Linked DNA regions of Mus musculus: all the other regions are linked to region 5. A link is a contact called in public Hi-C data. All regions are on one chromosome and are shown on one strand. Each heading gives the region's core, a stretch centred on a gene start, on an enhancer-like site or on the middle of the called end of the contact. The rest is flanking DNA. Distances are from core to core; before and after follow the strand shown. Region 1 overlaps Magi3 (membrane associated guanylate kinase, WW and PDZ domain containing 3). Region 2 has its middle 15 kb from the start of Gm38412. Region 3 has its middle 33 kb from the start of Gm38412. Region 4 overlaps Magi3 (membrane associated guanylate kinase, WW and PDZ domain containing 3). Region 5 has its middle 59 kb from the start of Magi3.

What was found. A called contact is a pair of places that touch in the nucleus more often than the background predicts.
Region 1: a contact with region 5 is called in a Hi-C map of liver, with 2.6 times the contacts expected there. The contact joins two enhancer-like sites. A contact is called at or near these places in 5 of 39 promoter capture datasets (the HPC-7 cell line, cranial neural crest, embryonic stem cells and 2 more), 1 of 15 datasets of contacts at CTCF or cohesin (the NIH/3T3 cell line), 4 of 484 Hi-C or Micro-C datasets (embryonic fibroblasts and liver) and 1 of 115 datasets of contacts at active chromatin or transcription factors (pancreatic cancer cells).
Region 2: a Hi-C map of liver shows a contact between it and region 5, with 3 times the contacts expected there. The contact joins two enhancer-like sites. A contact is called at or near these places in 10 of 484 Hi-C or Micro-C datasets (cortical neurons, embryonic stem cells, liver and 2 more) and 5 of 115 datasets of contacts at active chromatin or transcription factors (embryonic stem cells, epiblast stem cells, extraembryonic endoderm stem cells and 1 more).
Region 3: a contact with region 5 is called in a Hi-C map of liver, with 3 times the contacts expected there. The contact joins two enhancer-like sites. A contact is called at or near these places in 1 of 39 promoter capture datasets (liver), 2 of 15 datasets of contacts at CTCF or cohesin (the NIH/3T3 cell line and large pre-B cells), 20 of 484 Hi-C or Micro-C datasets (the MC3T3-E1 cell line, cortical neurons, embryonic stem cells and 6 more), 7 of 115 datasets of contacts at active chromatin or transcription factors (embryonic stem cells, epiblast stem cells, extraembryonic endoderm stem cells and 3 more) and 2 of 9 other capture datasets (embryonic stem cells and liver).
Region 4: a contact with region 5 is called in a Hi-C map of liver, with 2.4 times the contacts expected there. The contact joins two enhancer-like sites. A contact is called at or near these places in 1 of 15 datasets of contacts at CTCF or cohesin (the NIH/3T3 cell line), 6 of 484 Hi-C or Micro-C datasets (bone marrow-derived macrophages, liver, natural killer cells and 1 more) and 1 of 115 datasets of contacts at active chromatin or transcription factors (pancreatic cancer cells).

The regions. Positions count from the first base shown.
Region 1 is chr3:104,108,356-104,111,055 of GRCm38.p6, reverse strand. The region is part of intron 1 of Magi3 (membrane associated guanylate kinase, WW and PDZ domain containing 3); the gene reads left to right. Among named protein-coding and RNA genes, the nearest start is that of Magi3, 110 kb to the left of the region's middle. Within about 2 kb of position 1,450, at least 10 of the 459 cell types and tissues checked have an H3K27ac peak or open chromatin away from gene starts, as enhancers often do. A contact at or near this core is called in liver, where this site is marked.
Region 2 is chr3:104,422,755-104,425,454 of GRCm38.p6, reverse strand. No RefSeq gene overlaps it. Among named protein-coding and RNA genes, the nearest start is that of Gm38412, 15 kb to the right of the region's middle. Within about 2 kb of position 1,299, at least 13 of the 459 cell types and tissues checked have an H3K27ac peak or open chromatin away from gene starts, as enhancers often do. A contact at or near this core is called in liver, where this site is marked.
Region 3 is chr3:104,440,853-104,443,552 of GRCm38.p6, reverse strand. No RefSeq gene overlaps it. Among named protein-coding and RNA genes, the nearest start is that of Gm38412, 33 kb to the right of the region's middle. Within about 2 kb of position 1,437, at least 210 of the 459 cell types and tissues checked have an H3K27ac peak or open chromatin away from gene starts, as enhancers often do. A contact at or near this core is called in liver, where this site is marked.
Region 4 is chr3:104,141,274-104,143,973 of GRCm38.p6, reverse strand. The region is part of intron 1 of Magi3 (membrane associated guanylate kinase, WW and PDZ domain containing 3); the gene reads left to right. Among named protein-coding and RNA genes, the nearest start is that of Magi3, 78 kb to the left of the region's middle. Within about 2 kb of position 1,418, at least 25 of the 459 cell types and tissues checked have an H3K27ac peak or open chromatin away from gene starts, as enhancers often do. A contact at or near this core is called in liver, where this site is marked.
Region 5 is chr3:104,278,335-104,281,034 of GRCm38.p6, reverse strand. No RefSeq gene overlaps it. Among named protein-coding and RNA genes, the nearest start is that of Magi3, 59 kb to the right of the region's middle. Within about 2 kb of position 1,389, at least 15 of the 459 cell types and tissues checked have an H3K27ac peak or open chromatin away from gene starts, as enhancers often do. A contact at or near this core is called in liver, where this site is marked.

The DNA of each region.
Region 1 (2,700 bases), core at 201-2,700, 170 kb after region 5:
AGCATTTTCCTCAAGACCAAATCTCAAAAGGAACAGAGATGTTTCAAGAACAACATGAGTGAGTAGATAGGCCATCTCCCCCCCTCCCTTGCAGAAAAACCCAACAACTTTTGAAGTCGGGGATTATTAAACTCAGAGCCTGGATCCTACTGGCAAGTTCTTTTCCACTGAGCCACCTTGTATCATTCTTATTTTACTTCTGTTATAATCTTGAAGGAAGCCAGAGGCATAATGGCACGTGCTTTTGATCCTAGCACTTGGGAGGCAGAAGCAGGTGAATCTCTGTGAGTTCAAGGAGTTCAAGGCCGGCCTCATGTACATAGCGAGTTTCAGGACAGCGAAGTCTGTGTAGAGAGATTGTGTATCAAATAAAAAATTTAAAAAAAAAAACTAAACAAAGTAATAATTTAAGAAAACTTTGAAGGAACAAGTTACTTTTTCAACAGTATAAGCTAAAAATAATATAAAACAGGAAAGCTGGACATTATGCTAAACATCTGCTATGTGGTGGGATTGGATAAGAATAAGATTTAGTTTAGAGGTAGCTCACAGTTTAGAGGTAACGAGTTTGAGGGAATTTAATCTAAGGTCAGGGCGCCTGGCACCCATGTGGTGCATGTAGACTCACACAGGTCCATATATAAAGGTGAACATACATAAATCTGTTTAAAAAGAGCATAATTTACTTTAAATAAATTTATATTTTCAAAACTTTAAGGAGGAATGGGGAAGTAGTGTAATTGGTAGAGTGCTTGTCTGGGTTCCATTCCTTCCACAGCACTGAATAAACCAGGCATGGTGGTACATACCTGTAATCTTAGCACTCAGAAGCAAAAGGATTGGGAGTTCAAAATAGGCCTTTACTTCATAGCGGATTGGGGCTCAGTTTGAACTATTAAAAAGACTTAAATGGATTGGCTTCTGGAGTTGAAGAGTCTCAGACGTGACCTCAGAATTATTTTAATCCCCCTGCTCCCAACACACACTTCATGGAGGAGAATGTAAGAAGAACTGGGAGACTGGAGAGAAGTGCTCCGTAGACTGTGAACACACAAGTCTATTGCCCTACTATAATCTAAACTCACAAAAGTTGAAGAGATTATTTAAAAACAAATTCCAAGTATTTAGAAAAGAATAGCTTATCACCCAGAGCCAATATGGATTTCTAAGAAACAAGACATGCCAAACTGACCTCATTTTTACTCTCCCCCTACCCCCTGTTTTATAATTGCTTCTAGATTAGAGAATAGTAAAGACATGTTGTATCTTGACTTTAGCAAGCAGTTGACAAATTCTCCTTACTGTCCTTGTCAAAAAGATGATGAAGTGTGGGTAGATTGATTTACAGTTGTTTGCATGCTGAACCCACGCCAACAGGACTCAGGGTTAATCCAAATAATAGCCAGTTGCTTTATTCACTGATTTCTCAATGAGAACTGGTGGTGATTCAGAGTTTGCGTATATTCAGTAACTATGGGTTTGTAGCTGTGAATTCCTGACTAAGGAGTTGTATATTCAAACTTGACCGCCTGGATATTTTTATACAATTAAAATACCAATTACAGACATTCATCTAGCCAAACTATTTGTCTGATGTATATATTTTTAAACTTTATAAACCAGTTTCACTGTTCATATAAAAACCAAAGAATAGAATTCAAAGAGCAAAAAATTTTAAAGCATAGGCTGGCTAGGTAAGAATGTTCACATTATAAAGAATCTTTTGTTTGTATTTGTTTAATAACGTTTACATTAGCCTCAGGGAGATTTTTTTTTCATGCCCTTGAGATGTCAAGGTTCTGTGAATTAACCTGGGGGGAGGTGGGTAGGAGGGGAAGGGAGAGGGGGAGGAGAAGGAGGAGAGGGGAGGAGAGAGAGAGACAGAGACAGAGATCATATATAGATGTGCCTGCATTATATATTATACACCAGGATCATACAGTACCTATAGAAGTCATAAGAGGGCTTAGGGTCAGGAACTGGAATTGCAGGCAGCTGTGTGCCACCATGTGGGTGATTTGCAAGAGCAACAAGTGCTCTTAACTGCTGAGCCATCTCTGTAGGACAACAGTGTCCTTGGGAATTAATATATTTGTTGGCCTTCTGATAATCATTAGTAAACTACCTATTTAAGATTTTTTTAAATTCTTTGAAATTACATAGAAGAAACAATCGCTTTATTCTTTAGAAAGTTCTATTAGTTTCTGGAGACAGGGACGTCCATGGTGAATGGTTTATTTAGAATATTTTATTATCAGTTGTTAATCTTAAATAATGTCAACTCAGTTTTATTAAATTTTCATTATGTCTAATTGACTGGTGCTTACAGTATATTGTCTTGATTGTCAAGAAGCAATGATGGAGGGACTGGAGATTTGTCTCATCAGTTAAAAGCACTTACTGCCTTTGCAGAGTACCCTGGTTTGGTTCCCAACACCTACATGGTGGCTCACAACCATCCATAACTCTAGTTCCAGGAGATCTGAGACCCTCTTTTTGCCTCTTCCAACTCCAGGACACATGTGATGCACATAAATACATACATGCAGACAAAACACTCATACAAATAAAATAAGAACAAAACTTAGAGTTTCTAAAAATGTTTGCAGATATGATTTTCAGTTTTAGTGATGCTAAACACGAATGCTACATTCAGTGTCTAGTTGCACATTTTGTTTAAAATGCATTTTGGATTGCAGT
Region 2 (2,700 bases), core at 50-2,549, 140 kb before region 5:
TAATTACATTTGCAAAGATCCCCTTTCTGAATGTGGTCACTGACCCAGGTCCTGAACATGCCAGATCCTGCTGAGTGATAAAATTAAAACCACACTACACTGTTTCTTTTTGTTGTTTTTGTGTTTTATTTTGTTTTTTGTTTTTGAGACAGGGTTTTTCTGTGTAGCCCTGGCTGTCTTAGCACTTGCTCTGTAGACCAGGCTGACCTTGAACTCAGAGATCTGCATGCTTTTGCCTCCCAAGTGCAGGGATTAAAGATATGTGCCACTACCCTCTGGGGCCCCATAGAGTATTTCTGTGTCTCCCAAATTTGCTAGCAGAAGGTACCCACTGGAATGATCTGGGGGCAGGGACAGGACTAAGAGCAACGGAAGAGATGAAGGTGAACTTCGGCAGCTTCCACAAATCTCCAAAGGGGGTAGTGAAGGCTCTGAGGAGTCAGCTCTGCCCTCATCTTCCCCTTCCCTCAGAGACAGTTTCAGAACTGGCATCTGATGTGTGAGGTACTTGTGAGTCTTTACCTAAGCCAGCACTTCCAAATAAACGCTGTCAGATCCGCCCATTCGTCATTTATGAGGTGCACGTTCATGCTGCGCTTAACATCCCTGTCCAAGGCAGACCTGTGGTATAATTCACCCCAGTTTTTGAGAGTGTGTGCTCAGAATTCTGCCCAGATTTATCATCAAACAGTTCTGAAAATCCGTGTCTGATGCTGACCAAGGCCTGGCAGGAAGAGTTGCCACAGGCTCTGAGCTCTGGCATTGATCTGTGACTTCCCAGCGGGAGAACTTCAGGGGTGGAAGCCCATAGGCCTGATTGCTTTCTTAGATTAATATTTAATAGGATGACCGCCCCCATCCAGTCTGCCAGACCAGATCAGGGCCACAAGCCAAGGCTTGGCCTTGCTGTGAGCAAGGGCTGTGAGGAAGATTTGGCAAAATTTTAATTAACTGAAGATAAACATACATGGGGAGCCTGAGTCCATTAGCTGTCCGAGCCACCCAGTGAGAAAAGGCCTGGCTAATCACACGGCGCAGCAGGTGAGAAGGCCCGCAGACCTGCAGCGGCCCTGTGCTTTCAAATTAAAAAACATATTTTAAAAATAAATATGCATGGGGGTCCTGGTACATCACACCGTTTCCTCTGAAAAGCGTTTGGGGTGCTAATGAGTGACTGTTTTCCATTTCCCAGCCCAGGAAAGCCAGAAACACATGCTCAGCACAATGGCATTGGAATGGTACTTCCCAGGAGGAGGGTAGACATTGGAAATCCAGCCAAAGGAACCCAAAGTGAAGACCTGTCCTGGAGTCAGGCCTGGGCCAGTGGGGGCCAGGAGAAGCGCAGGTGGGGCAGAGGAGGTGTGCTGTTGCTCGCCTGGCAGCCAGCAAAGTTAGGGTGTGTCTTAGTCAGGGTTTCTATTTCTGCACAAACATCATGACCAAGAAGCAGTTGAAGAGGAAAGGGTTTATTCGGCTTACACTTTCACATTGCTGTTCGTCACCAAAGGAAGTCAGGACTGGAACTCAAACAGGTCAGGAAGCAGGAGCTGATGCAGAGGCCATGGAGGGATGTTCTTTACTGGCTTGCCTCCCCTGGCTTGCTCAGCCTGCTCTCTTATAGAACTAAGACTACCAGCCCGGAGATGGTTCCACCTACAAGGGGCCTTTCCCCCTTGATCACTAGTTGAGAAAATGCCTTACAGCTGGATCTCATGGAGGCATTTCCTCAACTGAAGCTCCTTTCTCTGTGATAACTCCAGCTGTGTCAAGTTGACACAAAACTAGCCAGTACAATTGACCCCTTGTCAACTTGACACACAAACACATCACTAGTAAGCCTCAACTCTTAGTTTTTATTCATCCCCAAGATCTTAAATAACTTTAAAAGTCCCACAGTCTTTACATAAAATTCAAAGTATTTTAAAATTCAAAGTCTCTTAACTGTGGGCTTCACTAAAAAACTTCCTTCAAGAGGGAAAAATATCAGGGCACAGTCACAATCAAAAGCAAAAATCAATCTCCAACCATCCAACGTCTGGGATTCAACTCACGATCTTCTGGGCTCCTCCAAGGGCTTGGGTCACTTCTCCAGCCATGCCCTTTGTAGCACACATGTTGTCTTCTAGGCTCCCGCTGCCTGTACTTCACTGCTGCTGCTGTTCTTGTTAGTCATCTCATAGTACTGGCATCGCCAAATGCTGCTGTCTTCCAATGTAACTTGGCTTCAACAATAGCCTCTCATAGGCTCTCTTCATGGTGCCAAGCCTCAACTCCCTTGCATGATCCCTTCAGTCCTGGGCCATCAATTGCAACTGGGACTGCACCTTCACCAATGGCCTTCCATGGCCTCTCACAGTGCCAAACCTCAGCTGCTCTGCATGACCCCTACATGCCTTCAAAACCAGTACCACCTGGGTGACCCTTACACATTACCAAGTCCCACTGCAGCTGGAGTACAACCTTGGCTATCTCTGGAACACAGCCTCTTTGTGCTTTCAGAAAACACTTCCCAGAAGATGTCACCTCAACCATGCTGGTCTCTTCTTAATCACCGCTAATTTCTTAGCTCCAGTTAACCAGCATCAATAGTCCCAGTAATGCAAAGGTTTTGCCTTAGTAGTTCTGGTATCTTGTTAATCACAGCTGATTAATCAGCCCCAGCTAACCAGAACCACAAAATAATCAAACTTCAAAATAGCA
Region 3 (2,700 bases), core at 188-2,687, 160 kb before region 5:
ATAAAGATGTGTAGCAGGCAAAGATTTTCTTACCATTCTCTAGGCGCTGGTGCTTGTTTTCTTTGCTGGACAGGAACGTCTTAGTTTCCTATACGTCTAGTTGTTGGTTGTTGGCAATGTGTGCTGTACAGTTGGAGCACTGTTGAGAAAGTTTCTTCTATGCCTGTGTCCTGAAGTGTTTTGCTTCAGGTCTGGCTCTAAGATCCACTTTGAGTTGATTTTGCACAGGGTTGGAGACGGGGGTCTTAGTCTTTCCTCTCCTTGTGGAAATCGTTTTCTCAGCACAGGTGTTTAGAGGTCTCTTTCCTCCAGTGTATGTTTTTGATACCTTTGTCCAAAGATAGAGAACTGTAGCTTTGTGGGGTGACTTCTGGGACCTCTGTTTGAGCCCCTTGATTGCCAGGGCCACTTTTTGAGCTAGTAACATGCTGTTTTTGTTACCATGATGCTGTAATATGGTTTGATATGGAATATTCCTGATAACTCTAGCATTTTCCACTTTCTGATAAGGATTTGCTTGAGATGTCAGGGTCTTTTGTCCTTGTAGGAAGCTAAACTGCTGGCCTACCAAAAGAATAAGTATAAAATTCTGAAAAAGAAAGCCCCCCCTTTCTCTGTGTTGTTTTGCTTGCTTGGTTACTTGCCTCCCTACCCAAAACAAAAAACAAACAAAACAAAACAAAAAAAAAAACCAAAAAACAAAAAAGGCAAAACAAGACAAAACCTTTCTCAGTTTGGAAGCCTGGTCCCCTTTTCTTTATGTTGAATACTCCCTATTTCCTGGGTCCATCTAGCTTAGAATTTCTTCAGGCTAAAATAACTTGGAGCTCAATTTAAACAATTATTTTTGTAGTCCCCGCCCCCCCCCCCCCCCCAGCCCCCAGCTACTTGTTGAGTAATCCAGGGTGTGTGTTCATGCCCAGGGCCAGGCAGCTGATTAAAAAACCTCTGCAGCATCCCAGGCTCTCCCGAGAAGGGGCCGGCTCACTGCCAAGCTCTCTACACAAGTTAGTCTAACCTGAATTTTGCAGTAGGGGGATGAAGAGGTTGGAATCCGAGATGCAGGGCAAACTGCAGTTTTCCCCTCACGTGTGCTCTTCAGATCCAGATATTAGAATTTAAGAAAGGCAGTGACAAGATCACTGTGGCTCTAATCCTGTCCCTTTAAGAAGCCTGTCATTTAACTCTTGAATACCCCATCAGCAATAGATAAAGGGCGGGTGAAGAAACTGTTGAGGCTCTTTCAAAAGGCGCCTTTTTGTTCCAAGGCATCTTCTTGTTTCCTTCTGTGGAGGCTCTACTACACAGCGGTTTGAACGAGAACTGGCCTCCAGGTGGCGCTTCAGCACAGAGAATGGCGGCAGAGGGCGCTACCCAGGCCACCATTGCTCAGGGATACCCTTACGTAAGGGGATTCACAGGAAATCCGGCTTCTCCGGTTGCACAATGGCGAGAGGCCTGGCCTTTGTCATGGCTCAGGCTGTAACTCAAAATCTGTACGGGGCGGTGCATGGCTCAAAAGTTCTAGAACGCTGCCAGGATGAAGCCCAGGGCAGCTTGGCCTGTTGGGAGGGAGAGGCCAGAGCTCCAGGCTTTGTCCTCGGAGGCCGGAGTCTTGTTCTGGGCTCCTAGCCCAGGATGAGCTCGCAGCTTGGCCCTCAGAGGTCTTCATTTTGATCCAAGGCTGCAGTCTTGCCCGTGTCCTCTCTCTTCCTTGAATCGTTTCCCTTCCCCCTCCTCTTCTCACCCTCTCTCCACACCCCATTCTCACCTTATGCTTTTTTACAAATTGATTGTCCTGTGTGATCTCATTTGCAGCTCCCACTTCCAGGGTAAAGGAGCAGGTTTGGGGCCATCCCTCAGTCCACGGAGAAGGTCCCTCCCATGCTTGTCACCACTAGCAAATACTGAGCGGCTTGGGCAAACATTGAATTCAACTTGGTGGTTCGAGAGCTTGGCACTGAGGAGTGCTCAGAACCATTTCCAGCATGAAGAAATATTTACAGACGGAAGCTGGGTGGAAGAGCAGTGTGTCCCAGGACTGCATTCTAGAGGTCAGGACCCCAGATACTAGAGCCACCGCGAAGCACTAGTTACAGCAGTTAATGTCTAAAGGGAGAAGAACAGCGGCACGCAGAAACCCGGGGACCCAGTCTCGGTGCTTGGCAGACACTATGAAACTTCTCCAGGTTCGGCCCTGGAGTACCTGTCTATAAGGGGACAAGTGACAATATGGTCGAAACAGAATGAATGGTGTGTATGAGAGCTCGTTTAAAGCATGGGGTGGATAGGCATTCTGACTTATCAAAAGCCGCCTTTCCTCACTGAGAATGCCCTGGGGCAGGGAGTGTCCTTGTAGCTTTTACCTATTCTGCCCCCATTGGATATCCGGCCAGCCCTTTCCTTGGTTTTTGTTTGAATGTGCGTGCTTCAGGCATTTGGGACTTGAGGCAGACTGACTAACTCGGTTCCAGTCCCAACTCTACCTTTTACTTGCTGGCTGGTGCTGCATGGGTCATTTAGCCCCTTTATGCCTGCTTCATATCTGTTTGAGTGGTAATATGATAACAACAGTATTAACTACAATTTTAGGAGCTGATACACAGACAAATGTGTGTGTGCGCGCAGGCGACCACTGAGGCCCCTCCCCATGTCTCAGCTGTCTCTCTCTAGTTATCCTGTACTGGAGAACTGGTTTGG
Region 4 (2,700 bases), core at 169-2,668, 140 kb after region 5:
CATTATTATTTTCAGCAGGAAGATGTATATTTTTCATTTTACTTCAATATTGTAGAATATATTAATCTATGTATATTGAAGCTTTTATGGCAGGTATTATAGATCTTATAATGATAAGTAAGATGTATAAATTCTGTCTTAATGAATCCAAATATCATAATAGTTATGTAAAATATTATGTAATAATTCTGTAATAAAACAATCATGTGAATTCTGTGAAGGAAATAGAGTGTTTTAACGAGGTAAAAGAGGACAGAAGTAGGAACAAGAGTAGATGTCCCTAAAGCATTATGGACAGAGGATTGTTGTGTGCCCTGAAAGCTATACTAATTTGGGCTTAAGAAAGCTCGTTCTGGCTGCTGTGTGGGAATTTGACTATAGGGGGTAGGGAAAAGCAAGGAGGACTATCTTACTCTACTAAGAGACGATGATAGTTGATTAGTACAGTAGTAACGAAATTATCAAGAAGAGAGTCCAGTGTCATATTTCAAAGATAGAGCTTAAGAATCATGAGAAAGACAATGAAGATATTTAAATTAGGTCCAATTTAGAGTCACAGAAAACAAATATTTTATAATTTGAGTGTATTTTCAATATTCTGCAAAACCCTTTAATTGAGGGTACTAAAAAACCAGGAAATTTAAAAAGAAGGCTAGTGACCAAGACTTTTCTTTTTAAAACTTGTTCAAGCTTTATGGTCCCTTCCCCTCTCCTGCTTCAAATAATTGTTTATTACCCCAATTATTTTGGTTTTTATATTTTCTTAGGGCTTGCTTTGGCGCTCACAAAAAGGATTTTTTTAGCCCCATATAAATTATTGTTTTAAGTATTTTAATATATTAAACATTTTCATCTTCAAATGGTCCTATAAGATAGCAAAAAGTGTTTTTCCCTGTTTTGCACATGAGGAGACTACTAGCACCTTTATAACTTCAGATGAAGAGGCTAACTCTTCATTTCAGGACAACAGACCTTATTATTCTCTCTTCTACTTTTTGAGGAAACAACCCTCTAGCACATGTGGGTTACAAGGATCAAGCTCAGGTCTTCAGGCTTAGCAGCAAGGACCTTTACAGCCATTTTCCTAATGTCAGTTCTTCCTCAACTCTTGTGAATTTGTGAAAAGATATGTTAAAAAGAAAAGAAATATGGCATGCAAACATGGAGTGTCCATTGCAATATTTTGTTAAAAGGAAAGAAAGACAAAGATAGATTTAATGAGGTGATGGGAAGAAAACTTAAGGGTAACCACTTTTCTTTTAAAGTTTTCATGTCAGTGTTTTAACCCCTTTGGTCAAACATTTGCAATCCAGGGCATCTGGCCAGCCTGGCTGTTTTTCTCCGCAGGCTCCAAAGTCCTCCAAGGTGATAAGTAAATACACCGTGAAGCTGCCACGGCTCGCCCTGTTTAACTGAACTGGAGAGGACTGTTACAGTTCCCAGTCAGCTGCACTAATTTCTGATAACTGGAGGTGTGAGAAACACAGCTGCTCATCTACCATTTAGAAGGTTGGCAATGGGAGCATAGTGAGTGCTGATGCACCCTTGTTCCTTTCATCATGGACAAATAAACATGAAATTCTTTTCCTTCTTCCTTTTAATAGACCTGTGTCACATTTTATTGTATGCAGAAAGTATATTCTGTAGTGCAAAAGTGAAGCCACACCTAGGATCAGAGCAGAAGGAAATAAATAAGCTGTATTGATCTGTCCTTATCCTACATTGATCCTTCCTACTGAGAAAATGATTGATTTTTTAATTTTAATTTTTTGAGAAAACACCCTTCAAGATTCCTTGTTGGATGCTGTCACTGCTATTTTGAAACAGGAAAACTATTATGCATAAGTTATGTGGAGAACATTTTTAAAATTTTTTCTCTTAAAAATGAATGGGAGGAAATTACACAAATGAATGAATTATAGTATTATTTAGAAGCTATTCCATTTTCACTTAAGCAATCCTAAGATTACACTAGAGAGTCTTTGTGAAGTTTTATTATTATTACTATTAATTATTATAATTGCTTGCATATTTACCAAAATTCTCTGACAAAAGGATTTTTATTGTCAAATTGTTATTTTAAGATCTAGATTTTTTTCTAGCCCCTAAACATCAAAATCACATACAAATTTAAAACTATTTAAGAATATTTACTAGTAACCCTAAAATGGCTAATGCCATTATTATTTTTATTTTCTTATAATTCCTTTTACTGCAATTAGGCTAAATTTTTATTTCCCATTACCAGTGAATACTATTCAATTATCTTTTCATATGAAGAATGTAATTTTACTCATGCTGTTTCTATGGCATCATAATGAAGTTCTACCATAAAATTAATTTTTAGAAATTGTCTATTGTGTTTTCTATATTATTGTTTTATTAGAACTGTGGTTTTTTATTTCTCAATGTGAAAAATGCAGTTTTTTTTTTAAATCAAACATTTTAGGGCTTGAGGGGTAGCTCATGGGTAAAGTGCTTGCTGTAAAAGGGGCCTGAGTTTTATCACCAGCACCCATATAAAAGGTGGGAGTAGTAGCATGTCTGTGGCTCTGGCCCTGGGAGAGTAAAGACAACAGAGATTTCTGCTCAGCTAGTCAAGCTGAATTGGCAAATCCAGATTCGGTGAGAGTCTCTAACTTGAAATGGAAGGTGGCAAGCCATAGAGGCAGATACCTGGCATTGATCTCTGGCCTCCAC
Region 5 (2,700 bases), core at 140-2,639:
CTACAGGAATATGGATGAGGGCTTATCTACAGAAGAAGAAATAATTCAAAAGATGGTTGCATCAGCAAAGTTCACCTCAGCATGGGTGACAGGTCACACAGATACTGGGGACCTGGAGCACACTGCATGACATGCAGGCAGCTCAGATTGGAGAGTGTCCTTTCAGGTGGTCTGAGCCTCTTCCAGGTGACCTCTGCTGCTTTTGTGCAGTCTATCTCATGTATGTTCTTTCCAGGCACCTTGGCTGGCCCAAGAGTGTTTTTCAGCAGTCCTTATTGCTTGTATGTGCTTGGGAAGGGATGGGCATAATGATTCTGGTCAGTTTCAGGGACTTTCTGAAGCCATTATGTTTTTTACTTCCTGTGTTTAACAAGCTTTCCTGCAGGATAGAACATTTTACCTTCCTTTATAACATCCTATTATCTGCCTGTAAATATCCTGTATCTTAATGAGCTCCCTGCTTAGGGCATCCTGTTGTTGCATCTCCCTTTTAACATTCTGTGTCTTAAAATATTCTGTTGTTTTGCTTCCCCTTTAACATCCTGTGTCTTAATGAGCCTCACTTAAAAATGGAATGTTTTAATCTAGAAGGAAAGTGCTACACAACCCTATACCACACACATATGTGTCCGTACACACAGAGATGAAACTGGGGGTCACTGATGAGTTGGTGGGAAGAGAGGGAATCTAGCTGATAGAAGATAGGAAGAACCAGCCTAAACGATGTTCTGCCTACGTCAATACCATTTATTGAATTCTCACTTTGTTTCAGGTTCCATGCTGGGCACTTACTGTAAATTGCCTTATCTTCCAGATAAAAGCCAGATCTGCCTTGATTGAATCCCAGATCTGCTTACTTAGTGTTCAGTGTCTAGATTTAGGCATGCTGCAGTTTCTCCTTCTGTAAAACAAAGCTGGTAAAGGGAGCTCTCTCAAGTGACTATGGCTCAGGCTAAGTCTAAGAGGGTGGCTTTTTTTCTTGTTTTACAACTATGTTAATATTTTATTATTATCACAGTCCCCAAAACATTCACATTCTTACCAATGAAGGAAACTGATGCCCATAGAGGTCTGCTGGCCCAAGACCACATATCTTATAAGTGATAGTTCCAGCCTAAGCTAGTTAAATAGTGAAACCTGTGCCCTTTCTACATTCAGAGGAAAAAAAAAAAATAAGCCTAATGGCTAAGCGAGAAGGTAGGCCCCTGGGGCCATAAAGTCATTGGCCAGCACTTTCTGATGTTATCTTGAGCTAGTTGCTTAACTTCTTTCTCAGTGGTGATTTCGACATCTCAAAAAAAATGATCAAACGGGCGGGCGGGCGGGAGAGATTGCTTAGGAGAGATGGCTCAGCAGGCATGGCTTTGATGCCAGACCAGCTGACCTGAGTTTGATCCCTGGGACCAAAGTGGTAAAGAGAACTGAACCTAGCAAGTTGTTGTCTTCTGACCTCTTCACTTGTGCAATAGTATGTACACACACACACACACACACACACACACACACACACACAGAGAGAGAGAGAGAGAGAGAGAGAGAATACATGTAATACAAATAATGATCAAATTTGGCATGTTATATAATACGTTACATAGCCAAACATAGTTAATTTTGCTTCTTATGCTACCAAAGTGCTGAGGTTTTCTTTTTGCTGTCATTGTATTTTGTTTGTTTTGTTTTGTTTTGTTTCATTTTGCTTTTGAGACACAGTCTCTCTATGTGGCCCTGGATGTTCTGGAACTCCCTGTGTAGACCAGAGTGGCCTCAAACCAACAGAGATCCATCTGTCTCTGCCTCCCAAGTGCTGAGATCAAAGGCATGCACCACTATGCCTGTGATCTTGAAGGATATAATGATGAGGAAGGTTGTGGAAACTCTTCCTGGCAGCTTGAGATTAAGGTAGAGACAGAACTGCTGTCTTAGCAGGAAGGCAAGAAAGAAAGAAAAAGAAGGAAGGAAAGAAGGAAGGAAGGAAGGAAGGAAGAAAAGAAGGAAGGAAAGAAGGGAGGGAGGGAGGGAGGGAGGGAGGGAGGGAGGGAGGGAGGGAGATAAATAGCTCACAAGACTGAAAGAGTTCATCATGTGTTTTTACAATTTTAAGGTGTTAGTCACTAGCTCTCACTAATGACACTGATGTTTACTAACTTGACTTCATGATGTAGGCTTTGAACTTTTAATCCATGTTACTGATCAAATTAATATAATATAAATGATGGATATTTTCTAACCTGAAAGGGATAGCATTACTAATTCAGTTGGGACTTTAAAACTTGTCAAAAGCCATTACAACAACTGCCATCCATAGTTCCTTTTCTGTCAAGACGAATCAAGGTAGAAAGGATGCCTAGGTATTCATTAAGAGTTGGTGGCTGAAAACATTATAGTCTGGAGATAGCCATCCCCGTGACCTCTTTTCTTCTTGAGGAGTCATCTCATGGAAGCTGAGACGAGACTGCGGTTTGGACAGGCAAGAAAAACGTGAAGGTACCTGGTGTATTCATAGAAACAAAAACACGTTGAAAGCCTGGCTTACTCTTGTCTCCTGCTCTTCACACACACACACACACACAGACAGACACACACACACCCTCAGAGTCAATTGTCCATTAAGGGCCCTTTAGTGAAACTATGTATGTTGTACATGATCTGTGATGTTTAATGTGACTGATGATCTTTACCTGAAGCAGGCAGAAAGAAAAG